2 separate regions of the Oryctolagus cuniculus genome follow, and region 2 is linked to region 1. Evidence: chromatin contacts called from public Micro-C data. All regions are on one chromosome and are shown on one strand. Each heading gives the region's core, a stretch centred on a gene start, on an enhancer-like site or on the middle of the called end of the contact. The rest is flanking DNA. Distances are from core to core; before and after follow the strand shown.

Region 1 (4,155 bases), core at 1,251-3,750:
TCCTGCAGCCTGCTGCTTAAAAGAAGTTCCAAACTAACCATCATTACATTGAGTTATCACAAACATCTGAATAAACGTGTCTCCATTTTAAAGTGCACACAAACAACAAGGAATCTGGACATAGTAGTATTAATTCAGTTGGTGCGGGGTGGGGCCTGAGATTCTGAAGTTCTTCCAGACGCCCAGGTGATGAGGATATTGCTGGTCCATGAACCACACCTGGAACAGCAAGGCTCTGATGTACCACGGAAACGTCCTCAAACTAACATGTAACATGCAAACTCCATGAAGGCAAAGATATTTTGTCTCTTTTCCGCATCACAGTTCATCCAGGACTGAAAATTGTGCCTTATTGACAGAACATTCAAAGGTTATCTAACGGATAAATGGACGTATGGCACAGATCACCTCTGTTCAACTGTAACCACTCAACGTATTTGGCTGCTGAACACTTAGAACTGCGGCTGGTGTGACTGAAGAGTTGATTTTTTAAAATTTAATTTAAATAGCCACATGTGGTTTGCGGTTACCACACTGGTCAGTCCCGGGGTAGACAGAGATGTGAGGTAAAGGGCACTAGACTAACAGGGTCCACGGCGGAATCCCAATTGGGCCGCTTAGCCAGTGATCTAGAAAGTTAGAACTTCTCAGGGCAACTTCTTCATCTGTGAAATGAGGACGAGACCTCCTAGCTCCCAGGGTTCTGGACAGGATTATATAGCAGTGTGCTACACACAAGGTATGATTAAGGTGACATTCTCTGCCCGCCAGCAACAGTTCACAATCACAAAAGCTACTCTATTGCCCACACTTGCAAAAAAATAATAATAATAACCGAGTTTGGTTTAAGGGTTGGTTGCTCAGTGAGAATTAGGCCAAGGTCATAAACTGGAGGGGAAGGGGGACAGGACCCTCACTTAGAAAGGTAGCCAGGTGAGACAGGCAATGACGATGCAAATGGTCACAATTTGAATATTTAAGTAGGAGTCTAGGGTGAGGAAATGACATTTTCATTCATTCATTCTTCCAGGTAGGGCTGCCACAGGATCTCAAGTCCGCTACTTCCCAGCCACACACCTTTGCTCATTCAGGGCCGGGTCCCCGTCGGGGGCAGCGCCCGGGAAGCCCCCTCCCTCGGCAGCCGGCGAGTCCTCCCCTCCCCCGGCGCGCCGACCGCCGAGGGTCGGGCTGGCACCGCGGCTCCAAGTACCACACACGGCCGAACCAAGAAGCCATATTTAGCGATATTTTTGTCAATAAAACAAACTTCCGTCTTCTAAAGAAAAACGGTTCTAACTCAATGTCAAACTAGGACGGAAACTCGCTGCTCGCCGCAGCTGCCAACCACAGACGCCGCGTGTCCAGCGGCCCCGGAGTCCCCGACCCGGACCCCGCGCCGAGCGCGCTCGCGCCCCGGCCCCCGGCAGCGCCGGCCACAAAGGGACCGGGGACGCGGACGCGGTCGGGCCTCCTTCGCCTTCGCCGCCTCCACCTCCTCCTCCGGCCCCGCGCAAGCCGCGGCTCCGGGACGGCCCGGGAGCAGGCGGACACTCACCTCGCTTCGCGCGCGGCTGCGGCGGCGGCGGCGGCAGCGGCGGCGGCGGCGAGCGCTCCTCGGGGCCGGCCCGGGCGGTCGCGGCGCGGTCCCGCGGGCCGCAGCGCGGGCGCTACTCTCGGGCCGCCGTCCGCCGCGCCGCCTCCTCGGCCACTGCCGGCGGCTCCCCCGGCGGGCGGGCGGGCCCGCCGCGGGCCCCGCCTCCGCCGCGCCCGCTCCCGCCTCCGCGCCGGGCCTCGCGGGCTCGGCGCGCTAGTCTGGGCCGCCCGGCATGCCGCCGCCGCCGCTGCCGCTAGCTCTGGGCCGCCTCAGCGCGGCGTGCCGGGGCCACAGGGCCGCCCCGCAGGCCGCTCAGGCGCGGTCCACACAGCGCGCCGCGTGCTCGGCGCGGCGGCCCGTGCGGCTGCGCTGGGGAGGCTGCTCGGGCACGGCGGGGGCGCCGCGCGCTCACCCGGATGCGCCGGCCCCCTCCCCTGCGGCGAGCCCACCTCGGGGCCGCCGCGCTTCCCTCCGGGCCTGGGAGGTTCTGGCGTCTCGGCGTGGCTGCCGCCCGCAGCCCGACCCTCAGGTGGCTGGGGCTGCGTGGGGTTCGTCCCGGCCGAGCGGTCTCTCTCCCCGCCCCCCCTTTGAACCTGCGTACGGACAAAAGATGCTGCCGCAGCAAGTAAAAATAAAACTCGGGCCGTTTCACGTCGAGCAGGTCACGGGGTGGGAGGAAACAGAGGTGCCCTCACCGCTCCACGGAGGGTTGCAGCCGGAGGGCTGTCGGCGGATCCGCGTCCCGCCCTGCGGAGCCCTGCGCCGGGCGACCCGGGGTGGGCGGTGAGAGGAGAGGCCACCGCCGGGCCTCGGGGGACTGGAATCGCCGGGATCCCTGCAGAACGGGGACTGCTTCGAAAAGTGTACTCGGCTCTGCACCCCGTGGGGCGTCTTCCAGGGCGCCCCCTTTGGGACGCACCCCTCCTTAGTACCAATTCCAGTACCCAGCCATCGCCTGCCCTGAAGACCAAACGCTGCTTCTTCACTCGCTCCTGGCACAGCCAACCGTGGTTTTAGTAATTGGATTTCTACTTGTTAAGAGATTTGTATCTTAGGCCTTGCCAGCCAATAACAAATACTAAGAGATTTCTATTATTTAAATGGACCCATTGAAAAGTTTTAAATATGGTCATGTAACCCAAAAAAAAAATTGGCAAAATTTAGCAGGAGATTTTTCTGGAATTTTAATATTCTATTTTGTGTTTATCTACATCTTCCAAGTAGTATTCTAAAATGAAAGTTAAAAGGCAGAATTTTTTTAAAAGTACTTGTTTTTTGAAACACAGTCTGTTATGACTAGCCTGGTAATGTTCCACAAGAAAAATTCTCTTTGAAATAAAGATGTGATCTTCAGAAAGCCTGTGTCCAAAAATATACTTGGGAGGAAAGATTTGCAAATCATATATAGGAATATATGTATATAAAGAATTTATATGTGTATAAAGAATTCCTACTACTGAATGCGAAGACTAATAATCCAATAGAAATGAGGAAAAGGACATTTTACCAAAGAACTTATTTAAATGATCAATATTTACATAAAAAGATATTCAACATTAGTCACTAGGGAAATGCAAATTAAAAACAACCATGGGAAAGCTCTTCACGCCCACTGCAAGGGCTGTGTTAAAAAAGACAATAAGTGTTGGTGAAGAGATGAGAAATTAGAACCCTCATACACTGTGACAATGTAAAATGGTGAAGCCACTTAAGAAAATTTGTCAGATTATTTAAAAACTATACACAAAAGTCCCATATGACCCAACAATTGCACATCTAGATATAGACCCCAGAGAGTTGAAAATACATTCACAAAACAACTTGCACATACATTTTCTAAGAGTCACAAAGTGGAAACAATTCAAATGTCTAGGAACTGCGGAGTAGATAAACAAAATGTGTATTTATGCAGTAGACTACTATTCACCAAAAAGGAGCAAAGTCTTTGTAGATGGTGCAACAGAGAGGAACCTCACATACAGAAAGCTGAGGCGGGCACTGCTGCGCTGACATCCCATATGAGTGCTGGTTCCACTCCCAACTGCTCTTCTGATCCAGCTCCCTGTTAATGTGCCTGGGAAAGCAATGGAAGATGGCTCAAGTGCTTGGGCCCCTGCCATCCACGCGGAGGCTCCTGTGGCCATTTGAGGAGTGAACCAGCAGATGGAAGCACTCCTGCCCTGTGTGTGTGTGTCCCTCTCTGTAGCTGCCTTTCAAATAAATAAATGAATCTCAAAACAAATACTTGTAAGCTAAGGGAAGAAGCCAGATTCCAAAGAGCATGAATTGTATGATTCCGTTTATATGAAATGTCTGGAAAAAGGCAACTCTATACAGACTATCAGTTACAGAGCCAGGGTAGGAGTGGGGGCATGACTGAAGGGGCCCAAGAGATCTGTTTCTAGCATTAGCAGTGTGCTAACATTGGACTGTGGTAGTGGTTTCACAACTCCTGGTGCACTAAAAATAGTGTAATTCTGCGCTTGAAACAAATTTAATTTTATAGCATGTATAAAAAACAAAAACAATTTTTTAAAAAACATATCTGTGTACCATTAAGT
Region 2 (3,983 bases), core at 1,464-3,963, 160 kb after region 1:
CTGTGGGAAAAGAGCCGCTCACACGTGCTCAGTGCAGTTTGTTTGCACTTGTATGTGTGATTCACACAAGTCAGGGAGGGCAGTAGCCTTCCATGGTTGTGGGTCCAAGCAGCAGGACCTGTTAACCACAGACTGTCCCATTGCCAGTCTCAGCCCGGACACTCCCCTCCCCACACTCCTCGGCTGAGCTTGAAGCTGCCGGAACCAGGAAGTCTTCCCCTGCCCTTTGCCGCCGCTTAGGTGTGAACATCTGGGTGTTCACGCCTTATTTTGCCATAACTCAGGGGACTCCCGACAAAGCCCTCTTTCTTCAGCTGATCTGGAGGCTTTTCGAGGGTAGGGCTGGCCCCTGCAGGCATCCAGCAAAGCACGCCATGGCCCTGGGTGCTGGGAGAGTATTTGGAAAGTGAGGGGGTGGAGGAGTGAGTTTCTGCAGGCGGGCAGGGGTCCCTGCGAAGGGATAGCACTGGCAGGACTGTGGCCACTCACGCCAACGTCAGCGTGTGTGTGTGTGTGTGTGTGTGAGAGAGAGAGAGAGAGAGAGAGAGAGTGCACTGGGCTGTTACCCTGCAGCATTGCAGTCACCCAACTCTCCTGCTAATCTATTTCTCCTCCCTTGGAGCTGAGCTTCCTGGCAGCTTCGTTCCTCCTCGGGTGCTTTTGAGAGGTTGTTTTTGTTTGTTTGTTTGTTTTTTGGCATCCCCCAGTCTCTGGAGTTCTTTCCAGGTGGTCCCTCCAGACATCATCCTCGCAGCCCTTGGTGTCTCATAGAGCTTCCTGCACTTTCCCAGATAGAATATAAAAATGCTGACTTTCTCACTGAAGTGACCCAAGCCTGGTCCTTGGGCAAGGAATCTTCCCACACTCCTGTTGCCCACGCCGACGGCCACCCAGAGGGCGTCTGCTTCCTCCCTCCACATCACAGCTGGGGCCAGTACCCAGCAACTTTCTTGGAAATCCCTGCTCCTCCGCAGCCTTTTCTGAGTCTGTGGAGCCGCCTCTCGAGAATCGCAGCTCAGTTGCAGAAGGCCTCCTTTGTCAGGCAGTCCGGAGCACTGCCGGAGAATGAGCCCCTGCCCAGCGCTCTGCCAAAATCAAGCCAAGCGCGCGCCACTTGATTCTCCAGCCCGAGGGGATGCACGAGGAAGTGGACTGCTTCACGGCTGCCAATTTTCCAAAGCAGGAAGACAGCAAAACGCTAGAAGACAGAAAAGTCCTAGAGGGGAATGAGCAAGCTGATCAACTTAATGCATCGGTGAAGGGTTGGCCCTCCCCTCGGGCCCAGAAAGGCTGCTCCCTAGATTTTGCTTCAGAATACAAATGACCGCATCTGTGTACACCAGGTGGCTTGTCACAGCAACCAGTGTGCTGACCTCCAGTCCATATTAATACCTTGAAAGCCACCTTGAGCAGAGGTGGTAAGGAGGCCTCTGGCTTGGCAGGTGTACCCCGTGTGTCTGGGCCTGACAGTCTGGGTGGTAAGGCCTCCGTGCCCATCAGTCGGCTCAGTCTGGGGGATTTGGGGGAAAGGACTGTTTACTGAGGTATTTCTGCGGCTGGGCTGAGGCTGGCAGTGCCAGAGGAGACACAAAGAGAGGAGGAAGCCCTCTCCCAGAATAAAGAATTATTCTTCCCAATAACCCTGGTCTGGCTGTGGCTGCATACTCCGTCTCTTCTTTCCTGACAGCTGCCACCCTGGGCTGGGACGGGAATGTGTTCAGGAGAGGAAAAGAGGCCTGGGGACCAGGAAGCTCCAGGGAAGAGACAGCTGAGACCAGGAGAGAGGTTGAGTAGAAGAGCTTAGGGTTCCTGGGCCCGAGCAGCCTGGGCCTTGTGTTTAAGAACAAGCCCCAGATAAGGGAGAGAAGCCTGAAAGAAAACACCAATTGCTAAAAGGGAAGGGGGCAAGGAGAAGCCTGGGGGGTGGGGTGGGGGGGAGGTGGTCACAGGGTGGGAGGGAACAGAGCAGGCTGCAAGGGAGGAGAGAGGCAGAACAGAAAGTGGTAAAGTGGGAGGTGAATTCAAAAGGGATCTTCCGGAAATTAAAGAAGATTGAAGAGAACTCAGAATCTGCCCAGTGTTTGGGGGGGCAGAGCCTTGGCTCTTTACCACTCCCCCCCAACAGATCTAGTGTGCTACTTCCTGTATTCCCATAATCCTCCTGGGTCACTGGTGTGGTTTGATTGACTGATTTCCCCGTGTGTGGTCTATGCCCCCTGCCTCATGCAGATGCGTCATGGCTCTTGCTGCCAGGTGCATATCCCCTCTCGAGTCTCCCCTCCCCACTCCAACCTCTCCCAGGGACACCCCCAACTCATTATGTGCCCAGGACTCCTTGAACCCCTAGGATGGCCTCCAAAGGTGGCCCCACAAGCTTGTGGGGGGTTTAGTTGTGTCTTTCACCTGGACACCCCTGTGTGGTGCCCTGGCCCTCAAAGAAGGCTGTTTATGTCGGGCAGAAAGGGTGGGATGTGTTGCCTTAGTGGTCATAAAGGCGACAGCCAGCACTCCTCTAACAACAGGTTAACAAGGGAAGAGCTTCACAAGTTCTCTGTGAAACGGGAGCCTTCAGAAACGAAGACCCAAAGACCTAGGGAAACTACTTTATGCTTAGAGTCAGTGATGAATGGACGGCCAGGTCACATGTGATTAGACAGAAGGGTATGACCCATGAACAGGCTGAGGGGAGGGAAGGGCCGGCCAGGCCTGTCTGTCCAGATTCTTCTTGCCCTCTCTGTGTAACATTCCTCTCTTCCAGGTGTGGGCCAGGATCCCTCTGGAATGGGCATCTTCGAGAGACGTCGCAGAAGGGAGAGAGGACTTTCCTGGGCTTGCGGGAGGAAAAGGGGTTCTGGTTCCCGTGGTCTGGTGTCTGCAGCAGAGTGGGCGAGAGTCAGGTAAACACTTTGCTTCTGAGGGCTTCCATTATCCTTTAGTTCAAAGTCCTCAGCGTGTCAGTGTCACTTTGTGGGGTAACGCTTTTTGAGCCCAACACTTAGGTGTTGACAGTTTGTCATCTCTCCCAAAACGAAAGTGAGGGGTAGTCTGCAGGAAGCCAGTGCTGAAAAATCAAGTTGACAATCCCGTTCCCTTTGCGCCCTCTTCTGGAGAACAGGAGAAAGAGCAGCACTGCCCGTGTTTTGCTACCTTGGAGGATGAGTGAGATTTAGCTTTGTCCTTGCCGCCTCCTCCTCTAAATATCCTTATAATGACCATATTATGCTTTGTAAATATTTCTCACAAATGGCCCAGGCCATTTTTATAATTATATTTTCTTTCTGGTAATATCCTTCTGTGGTTTTGCTCCTGGGAAATCATGACATTGTCTGATTTTTTGCTTAGGCTTCTAGGTACTTACCAAAATTACTGCCTACATTCTCTGCTGAAGATGTAAGGCCCTCTGACTATTGTTAAACAAATCTAAATTCTCAAACAATTACAATTTTAAATATTATTGAAGCTGTTCTTGGTGCTACTGGTCAAATTGAGACTGTGCACCTTCCCATTTACGACATAGCTGTCATCCTGGGAACACACACTTGCTTGCCTTTCATTCTTTTAGTGAACAGATGTTCTGAATTTTAATGTCAGATTTATCAGGCTGTCTATTTGTGGTTAAAAGTGTTAATATCCTATTCTAAACATGTCCCCTCTTCCAATATTCTGAAGATACTGACCTACATTTTATTCCTTACTTTTTTAAAAAAAGGTTTGAAAGACAGAATGACACAGAGTGATATCTTCCATCGGATGGTTCACTCCCCACAAATGGCCACAGTAGCCTGGGGTAGGTCAGGCTGAAGCCAGGAGCCATGAACTCCATCTGGGTCTCCCACGTGACTGATTGGCCATCTTCTGCTGCCTTCCCAGGCATATTTGTAGGAGGCTGGATTGGAAGCGGAGCAGCCAGAACTCCACTAGCTCTCTGATATAGGATGCCAGCATTGCAAGTGGTGGCTTAACCCCCTATGCCACAACACCGG

Evidence for each region. A called contact is a pair of places that touch in the nucleus more often than the background predicts.
Region 2: a Micro-C map of ear pinna shows a contact between it and region 1, with 2.5 times the contacts expected there. The contact joins the enhancer-like site here to the promoter of GALNT1 in region 1. A contact is called at or near these places in 3 of 6 Hi-C or Micro-C datasets (ear pinna, psoas muscle and an unstated tissue).

The regions. Positions count from the first base shown.
Region 1 is chr10:42,053,612-42,057,766 of mOryCun1.1, forward strand. GALNT1 (polypeptide N-acetylgalactosaminyltransferase 1) reads right to left here and starts at 2,501. Exons shown (of 12, transcript XM_051851988.2): 1 at 2,290-2,501.
Region 2 is chr10:42,218,173-42,222,155 of mOryCun1.1, forward strand. It overlaps LOC100351413 (INO80 complex subunit C), which reads left to right. Exons shown (of 9, transcript XM_070050282.1): 5 at 2,759-2,897. Among named protein-coding and RNA genes, the nearest start is that of ZNF24, 32 kb to the right of the region's middle. Within about 2 kb of position 2,714, at least 3 of the 8 cell types and tissues checked have an H3K27ac peak or open chromatin away from gene starts, as enhancers often do. A contact at or near this core is called in ear pinna, where this site is marked.